Linked DNA regions of Mus musculus: region 2 is linked to region 1. Evidence: chromatin contacts called from public HiChIP or PLAC-seq data. All regions are on one chromosome and are shown on one strand. The core of a region is the stretch at or near the end of the contact, and the rest is flanking DNA. Distances in the headings are between cores, read along the strand shown.

The links. HiChIP or PLAC-seq counts read pairs in DNA pulled down with a chosen protein or histone mark.
Region 2: a contact with region 1 is called in an H3K27ac HiChIP or PLAC-seq map of regulatory T cells, with 6 times the contacts expected there. The contact joins two enhancer-like sites. A contact is called at or near these places in 2 of 15 datasets of contacts at CTCF or cohesin (the NIH/3T3 cell line and large pre-B cells), 9 of 484 Hi-C or Micro-C datasets (CD4 T cells, the CH12 cell line, bone marrow-derived macrophages and 5 more), 32 of 115 datasets of contacts at active chromatin or transcription factors (the 230-238 cell line, CD8 T cells, the NIH/3T3 cell line and 22 more) and 4 of 9 other capture datasets (adipose tissue, embryonic stem cells, liver and 1 more).

What each region holds. Positions count from the first base shown.
Region 1 is chr7:73,477,672-73,481,662 of GRCm38.p6, forward strand. Chd2 (chromodomain helicase DNA binding protein 2) reads right to left here. Exons shown (of 39, transcript NM_001081345.2): 18 at 3,290-3,452; 19 at 2,730-2,882; 20 at 988-1,059. Among named protein-coding and RNA genes, the nearest start is that of Chd2, 62 kb to the right of the region's middle. Within about 2 kb of position 2,325, at least 31 of the 459 cell types and tissues checked have an H3K27ac peak or open chromatin away from gene starts, as enhancers often do. A contact at or near this core is called in CD8 T cells, group 2 innate lymphoid cells, heart atrium and 1 more, where this site is marked.
Region 2 is chr7:73,626,546-73,630,536 of GRCm38.p6, forward strand. No RefSeq gene overlaps it. Among named protein-coding and RNA genes, the nearest start is that of Gm26176, 18 kb to the right of the region's middle. Within about 2 kb of position 1,771, at least 52 of the 459 cell types and tissues checked have an H3K27ac peak or open chromatin away from gene starts, as enhancers often do. A contact at or near this core is called in CD8 T cells, group 2 innate lymphoid cells, heart atrium and 1 more, where this site is marked.

The DNA of each region.
Region 1 (3,991 bases), core at 1,075-3,574:
CAGATTTTCTCTAAAAAGAAACTAAGCTGCACCAGGGCTCTCTGTGATGAGCACTGTGATAAAGGAGTCTCGGGGTTTACTGCACGCCCATTCTATGCTAAGAGAGGTGAGAGTGCAGCGACTACCACATCTATCCTCATATGCTATTACATAGCAGAGCTTTGTGATTTCATAGTTAAAGAAATAGGAGGGGAAGAGGGACGGGACTAATAGTATCCTGACTCAACTCCTTGGGCTTGGTCCCTAATACATTATCACCCTTCAGATGATAAGATTTAGGTGACAGAAGAAGTATTGAGAACAGTAGTTCACTAAGACTACCCACAAATTCAGAGACTGACTAAGCTCTAGAAAGTGGGCCACTCTCCACACCCTGCTTGGGTACTGCAGCTGGCGCCACTCAGATGAATGCTCTAGCTCTGTCATCTGACCAACTGATATGCAGATATAAATGTACTCAGGGTCTCTAACTTGGTTAAAGAAGCTTTAATATGGATGCGACCACAACAAAACACTTGGCAAAACCAAGTCCAGGCAGGACATCAAGTAATGTAAAGCTGTAGCAGAGAAAGAACATTAGGCTGCATCACACTGAGAGGTTGATGTCACTCAAACTCGGCAAACAGACTACTTAAGCATCAGGACCAGAGAAATACAGATACGAACCTTGGACAGCGTATGTATCAAAGTTCATTCTACTGAACTGGCCCATCATGCCCTTGCCTTCCTGTTCTTTCAACCCATAAATGTGGTAAGCCAGTAGGAAGCATCACTAGTTCAGCCTGAGGAGCTGACGGAAATCAGTGCATGCTTGCCCAGTGAGGAACAACAAAACCAGGCATCTTTTAGAATAGGAGAGTATCCTGGTCTCTTGTCAAGACAGGACAGGGCTGCTACAAAATTGTTTAACACAATTGGTTAAACTGGAAAGACACCCCCATATACAAAGTCCAAGTTATGCAAATATTAAAGCCATGCACAATGTACCTCAGACCCATCTGCATTGAAGTGATCCAGTGCCTGCTTTCGGATTTCCCCCTTGATAGAACCATCCAGGCGCTGTAAAAGGAAACCACAAGAAAAGTCTTGAGTGAGGAAGATCGGCCACACTCAGAATAGAACACCAAGCTTGCAACCTTCACCTCCCAGACTTCACTGAGTAAAAATAACTGGGAATGGCTGGCAAAGGGCTCTGAAGGTATGTGTAAACAGCATGGCTGCTGCGACCTCAGCTCTCCAGTTACAGACGCAAGGTCACAAGTTCCTAATTCAAAGGCTGACCCAAGGATCACAATGTCTACCAAAACCCACAAGGAAAGAGATGAAAACCCAGCCCGTGTGCTGAGGAGACAGTAACTCTAGTCACTTAGTAAGTGGCTCCTACTGAAAAACAATACATCTTAGGCATCATAGCTTTTTAACATTAAATGCTATAGAAACCAAACTACAGCACATTTGGAAACTACTGAAAACGTTCAAAATTAATTGACCATATATGGAGATTTTTCTAAAATTTACATCTAAAATCACTATAAACTATTCAAATAGTAAAACTGTATCATCAACTCAAGTCTCAGGCACTGACTCAAGCATATAATTTTTTATTAGTTATTTATTTTATTAGTTAGTTTATTACTTTGAGGTACAGGGCAATTACCAAATATATACACAAAGCAAATACTGAACTGTGTAATTAAAAGGCATGTCTCAGCATGTAGAACTACTTTCACATTTCATCCCTTAAAAATCATCCTTAAGATGAAACCTTGATTTTACAAAAGGTCAAGATGACTCAGGCAGAGTCTGCAAAGACCTATATCCCTGCAAGGCCATGAGAGGCACAGCCCCTTAAACCATAACAGGTACACACGTGGGAGCTATTGACCTTATAATAAATCTGCACAGAGACTGGAACCAAAGGCATTTGCAAAGGCAGGCTCACAACAGCATCTGAAGGAAGAAATCCCGCCTATAAAAGTCCACTGTACAGAAGCATCAAGTCACCTCTGCTGAGAAGTCACTACCACTTGTTTCAAGAACTCCTCCTGCTTGGCTCCCAGCCTCAAACCAAAGCCACACCCTACAGGGTTAAGATAAAACAACAAAGCTGCCTCTTTTCTTCTTAGAATCTGAGACTCTATTTCAGACTCACACTTCCTCCGACCTACTTTGACAATAGATAAAGACAGGTAGCACAGGTACTTTTCTCATGCCAAGTTTTCTTGTTGCTAATCTTTCCTTCTACATTGTCCTTAGTGCTACTGATCGTAGGGTTAGCAGGTAAAAAGCCTCTGGACCTGAGCTAAAGCTCAGATCTCACAGTGGAAAGAGAGAAATCAAGTCCTCATAGTTATCGTCTCATCTCCATTCGGGAACCATGGTACACACGCCTGTCCATGTGGCCTCATCCACTTATTCTCTCTAATAATAAAGTGTTGCCAGGCAGAGTGGCACATGCCTTTAATCCCAGAACTTGGAAGGCAAAGGCAAGTATGTGAGTTCAAGGCCACCTGGCCTACATAGTAAATTCCAGGACAGCCATGGCTGCACAGTGAAATCCTGTCTCAAAAAAACAAAACACAAACAACAACAACAAAGTGTTTTTTTAAAACGTATGACCTTCACATGGTCATTATCATCAGAGTAATCTAAAGGCAAGAAGAAAAGCAGGTCTGCCTGCAGCTTTAATGTTAGACTCTGGGGGGAAGAGAGTCACTGAGCCATCTTACCTGGAAAGGATAGTGTTTGATAGTCAGGTACTCGGCCAGGATATCCAACATCCTCACCATCTGAGAGAAGATAAGGACTCTGTTTCCCCTTTCTCGGAGTCTTGTCAACAGTTTGTCTAACAGGATCAGCTTCCCACTGCTCCTAATTAGAGACTGAAGATTCAGAAGACATCTCACTCGTTATGTTCAAACACAGTGCTCTTTAAACGCGGCACCCACGCTACTATGTACTTCCAGCATTGTTACTGAGTTTCCTCATCATGCTTGCTCCTTTGGAGACAAGGTCTCACTATGTAGCTCATGTGAGCCTTGAACAAGCTGTTCTCAAACTTAAGTCGCTTCTGCCTCCAGCACATATCCAAACACCCCTGTCATATCCAAGGGCTCTCTCAATTCCACGCCACTACTGACGTCTGGCTTTCCTTGTGTTTTTGAAAGCTTCCTTTGATACTCCTTGAAGGATAATCAAGGAAGAGAAGGAATACTTATACTTCAAATAAAACTCTAAAACAGCCCTGACTCACTCCAGAGGGCGAGTGCGAGCAAGAGGAGGTGCTCACCTGAAGGACCTCCTGGCCGCTCTCCCTCTCGCTGTCCTCGGGAGCTTTGATCAGATAACAGTGGTTGCAGCACTTTTTCAGCTCCATCACGATATTAAGGAAGCCAGATGTGCTGCCTCTGGTCCCTTTGGCAAGAGCCTTGTAATTCCTGGTCAGGATCCATCTGCAATGGGAAACATTCATTCAAGTAAGCAGGGCTTACGGCGCTGTAGGAAAGCAAAGTGAAAAGACAGATTTTTACTTTCTGTCTCCTGTAACCTAAACATGATCCTTCACATCTGCAGGCAGGCGTAAAAAGGTCAATGATTGAACCAAGTACGTCAACCTCACTGATCACAGGAAATCTAAAAGACAATTCTAGAAGGCTAAAGACACACTCGTGTGTGTGTGTGTGTGTGTGTGTGTGTGTGTGTTTAAAAAATCCTTTGAGAAAGCCCAAGTGAGCAGAGAACGGGCTAAATACACTACCTATCCACATTCAAATGGAATAGTCAGTATCCCAGGTAAGGGTGCCTGCATGGAGCACAACCATGATTCTGTCCTTTATCCCAGCACTCAGGAGGCTGAGTCTAGAGGAGTATTAAGGACAAGCCAAGGGAGAGACTATACAGTGAGATTCTGTCAAAGGGATGTGGAGAGAAGTGGAAGACAGACAGAAGGGTATCAACAACTAAGATGCTGAGGGAAGGAAGGAGATCTAAA
Region 2 (3,991 bases), core at 521-3,020, 150 kb after region 1:
AGCAAAATTTTACAAGGTGGTGGGTGGGCTCTGGCTTTGGGAAAGCAAGAGGCTGTGGTCAAGCTGTTTGCTGAGACAAGGAGTCAGCCTACTCCTGACATAGGTAGAAAGTTCAGTTTCCATTTCCCAACAGGGCTGGGTCCCACACTGGTCATATGTCTGGGCCAGCCCAACAATGAATACTATGAACGTATTTCTCTTTACTATTTTAGGTCTATCCGTTCCTTTATCTCTACTGACCTTTCCCCGATCTGTGACTCCTCCTTTCTCTCTGGTCTCCAGTAACTCCTGTTTGTTTGTTTTTTCCCTTTAACTATTTTTTGTTTGTTTTTAAATCCACCTGCCTCTGCCTCCCGAGTGCTGGGATTAAAGGCGTGCGCCACCATGCCCGGCTCTTTAACTAATTTTTAAAAGACCTTTTTTTTCTTTTTCTTTTCTTTTCTTTTTTTTTTTTTTGGTTAATTTGTGTGTGTCTGTGGGTGCTAATGTGTGTTGGAGTGTTGACAGAGGCCAGGAATCAGAGTTGGATGTCCTGATCCTGGAGTTAGAGAAGATGGTGAGCCACCATGTGGGTGCTGGGAGCTGAATCCGGGTTCTCTGCCAGAGCCGCAAGCAGTCCCTTGCTTTGCTCTTAAAAATGTATTTATTTGCTGGGTGGTGGTGGCACACGCCTTTAATCCCAGCACTCAGGAGGCAGAGGTGGGTGGATTTCTGAGTTCGAGGCCAGCCTGGTCTACAGAGTGAGTTCCAGGACAACCAGAGCTACACGGAGAAACCCTGTCTTGAAAAACAAACAAACGAAAATGTATTTATTTTTGCATATATATGTGTACTGTGTGTGTGCCCGAGCATGCGTGCACACTCACACATGTGGAAGTCAGAGGACAGGTTTTGGGAGTCGGTTCCTGCCTTCCACCTTACCTTAAACGGCTGTCTCTCTTGGTCGTACTTACGTACATGCGTAGCCTTGTACAACAGACTAGTGGCCCAGAGGTGTTTTTAGGTGTCCTGATCCTCCTGTCTCAGCTCCCACTTTGCCACAGGAGACTGGGTGACTGACCAGCCATCTGCCTTTCCCTCAGCTGGCTTCGGGGATCACTGTTACTTGTCCTTGGCCCTTGCTTGTTTTGTTTTTGAGACTGAGCCTTACTCTGTACTCCAGGGCAGCTTGGGACTCACAGCAACCCTCTTTCCTCTGCTACCCAAGTCTCTGTAACCCATCGGCACCCTCAGGCATTCAAACCTTCCAGTTAAGTGCAAACTAGCTCTTGTTCAGTACAACCTTACCAAACAGCAAATATCCAGTTGTCACGGCCTCCGCCCTCAGTGATTTCCATATTTTCAGAGTCTCCTTCAGGACCAAGACTCCCCCAAAGCCCGGCCCTGCTCCAGGGACCACCACCCTCCACTGTCTATCAGGGAAGTCTACTCCTTGGCTCTCCCTTTCTGTCTCTCACCTCCTACTTTCCTCCTGGGCTCCTTCACCTTGTGCTCACCTTTTTTTTTTTTCCTCCAGCATGCCATCAGTTCTTCTGCACATTGAGTCACCAGCACTTGCCTAATCATGGAAGGGTGGTATTTCATGTGTGCACACATTGTTAATTTCTCTGCTTAGACTATAGGGTTTGTGGGGGCAGGGGTTGCCTCTTCTTCCATTAACCTGTTTATCCCAACTGCTCCCTCTGGTGCGGGGTACCTGGTAGGCACTGAATACACGCGTTGATGGAAAGAATACTAGTGCCTAAGAAGGCTTCATAGCCAATTACTGTATTGAGCGCTATCACTGCCATCTAGCGGTAATACAGTGTTATATGCTGCAGCCTTCTGGACGAGCTGGCAATCACTGGGTATAATAAATAGACTTGCCTTGTCTGGGGTGACCTATCAGGTATTTATGCCACTACCTGCTTGAAACATGAATGAGCTGCCTTTGGAAGTCACAAACAAAGGAGGCTTTATTCAGGCTCTATGGCCATTTTATACTGTCTCTCCTTATTTGAGCCATGTATTAGTGAAACCCAACCCCCCCAAAAAAAAAAAAAACAACCTGAAAACAAAACAAACAAACAAAGAAACAGCAGCAAAAATCCACTGGAATTTATTGAATTGCAGAGGTCCAGAACAAAACTCTCGATGGTGGCAAGAAATGCATCTTTGTGAATAGGCTTTGTAAATGGCGTGTCCCTTTTCAGTAAGTTTACACATTCAGTCATACAATTGGTAGCAGGAGAGGAGAGTATGTGCGGGGAGTATGTGCTCTTGTATCGAGAAGATCCCAGGACAACTTGGTGTGCAGTATCTATGCACAGCTCAAGAGCAATATCTCTTGGCATATACTTCCTAATTGTTTGACTTTGTGGCTTGATTGTCTGGCCTTCATGCCCCTACAAAGTTGCATATCTTCTGTAGATTCAATATTAAAGTGTATTTGATCCAGGTTATGGTGGCTCATGCCTGTAAGTCCAACATTACACAGTAAAGGGGAATGCTACCAGTTTGGGGCCAGTCTGAGCTCCAGAGGAGATTTCAGTTCAGCGTGGATGGAGGCTGAGTCAGGAAGACCACAAGTTCAGGGCCTGCACTGGTCACAGACTGTGTTCAAGGCCCATTTGGGGGAACTGAGTGAGGCATGTATCAAAAGAGGAGGAGGAGGAAGAGGAAGAGGAGGAAGAGGAGGAGGAAAAGGAAGAGGAGGAGGAGGGAGAGGAGGAGGAAAAGGAAGAGTGGAATCTTTAGTGGGGTTGACTATAATCCTTACTGTAACCTACCTGGCAGAAAAGAAGATACTCTTAATAGACACCATTGTCCCTCAATCAGATTAGCAGACTACTGTAACAATGAACTCCAAAGAAATGGAAAAGTCTCCAGGAATCTCATGCTGAGAGAAGAAAGGGCTTCAGGCAGAGGGGAAACCTGTGTCCTAGAAAGAGATTTCAAACAGTTGTAATAATTTGTTCGAGCACTTTATACAACGACACTGAAATCCAGATAATAGTGGGCTGGTAGGCAGGACCATACCTTGACCAGGAACACTTAGATGTTTTACCCTCTATCACGCCTTTGATCCTAGAACTCGGGAGGCAGAGGCAGGCAGATCTCTGAGTTCGAGGCCAGCCTGGTCTACAGAGAGAGTTCCAGGACATCCAGGGCTACACAGAGAAACCCTGTCCCGAAAAACCAAAACTTTGATCTCACTTCAGGACCCAGGAGACTGACTTGAGGGACTTGATGGATCACTTCATGTCTCTTCCCAATGTGGCCATACCGAATAAAGCTTCTTTTTCTGATTTCCTCTTTTACTTTGGGAGTTTTAGTTGGCTTGTTGAGGACGAGTGGCTAGACCTGATTGGGGGCACAGACACAAACACGTACAAATATGTACAGAGACAGACAGACAGACAGACAGACAGACACACACACACACACACACACACACACAGAGGCTAGGAGAGTATTCCAGCAGAATTCTTGCTTAGCATCTGTGACTTTGAGTTCTATGGTGGCTACTTGCAGAGGTTTTCTTTTCTTCTCTGAGACAAGGTCTCTTGTAGCTCAGGCTGGCTTGAGTTCTCTGTGTACCCAGGGATGGCCTTAAACTTCTGGTCTCCATGCTCCACATTGGAGCCATTACAAGTGTGCTGCCATACCTGGTTCAGGCTGTGTTGGGGGAGCAAACCTAGGATTTCGAGCAGGTTAGGCCAGCACTGTACCAACCGAGTCACATCACCAGCTCTGGACTCTCTTGATAGATTACAAAAAAAGGATGCACACTCACAGATGTGGTTGTCTGTCATGTGTGCCCTTTAATGTCTTATTTTATGCCAGATGTTTTTGAAAATAATTGAACAACCACCCAGAGAAAGAAATGAATGGTATTCTCCAGCTCTTATCTGGAGGGGATGTTTGCCAATAAATGTTAAACTAGGAAGATCCAGGTGTGGTGGCGTATGCTTGCAATCCCAGTACTCCAGAGGCTAAGGCAGGAGGATCA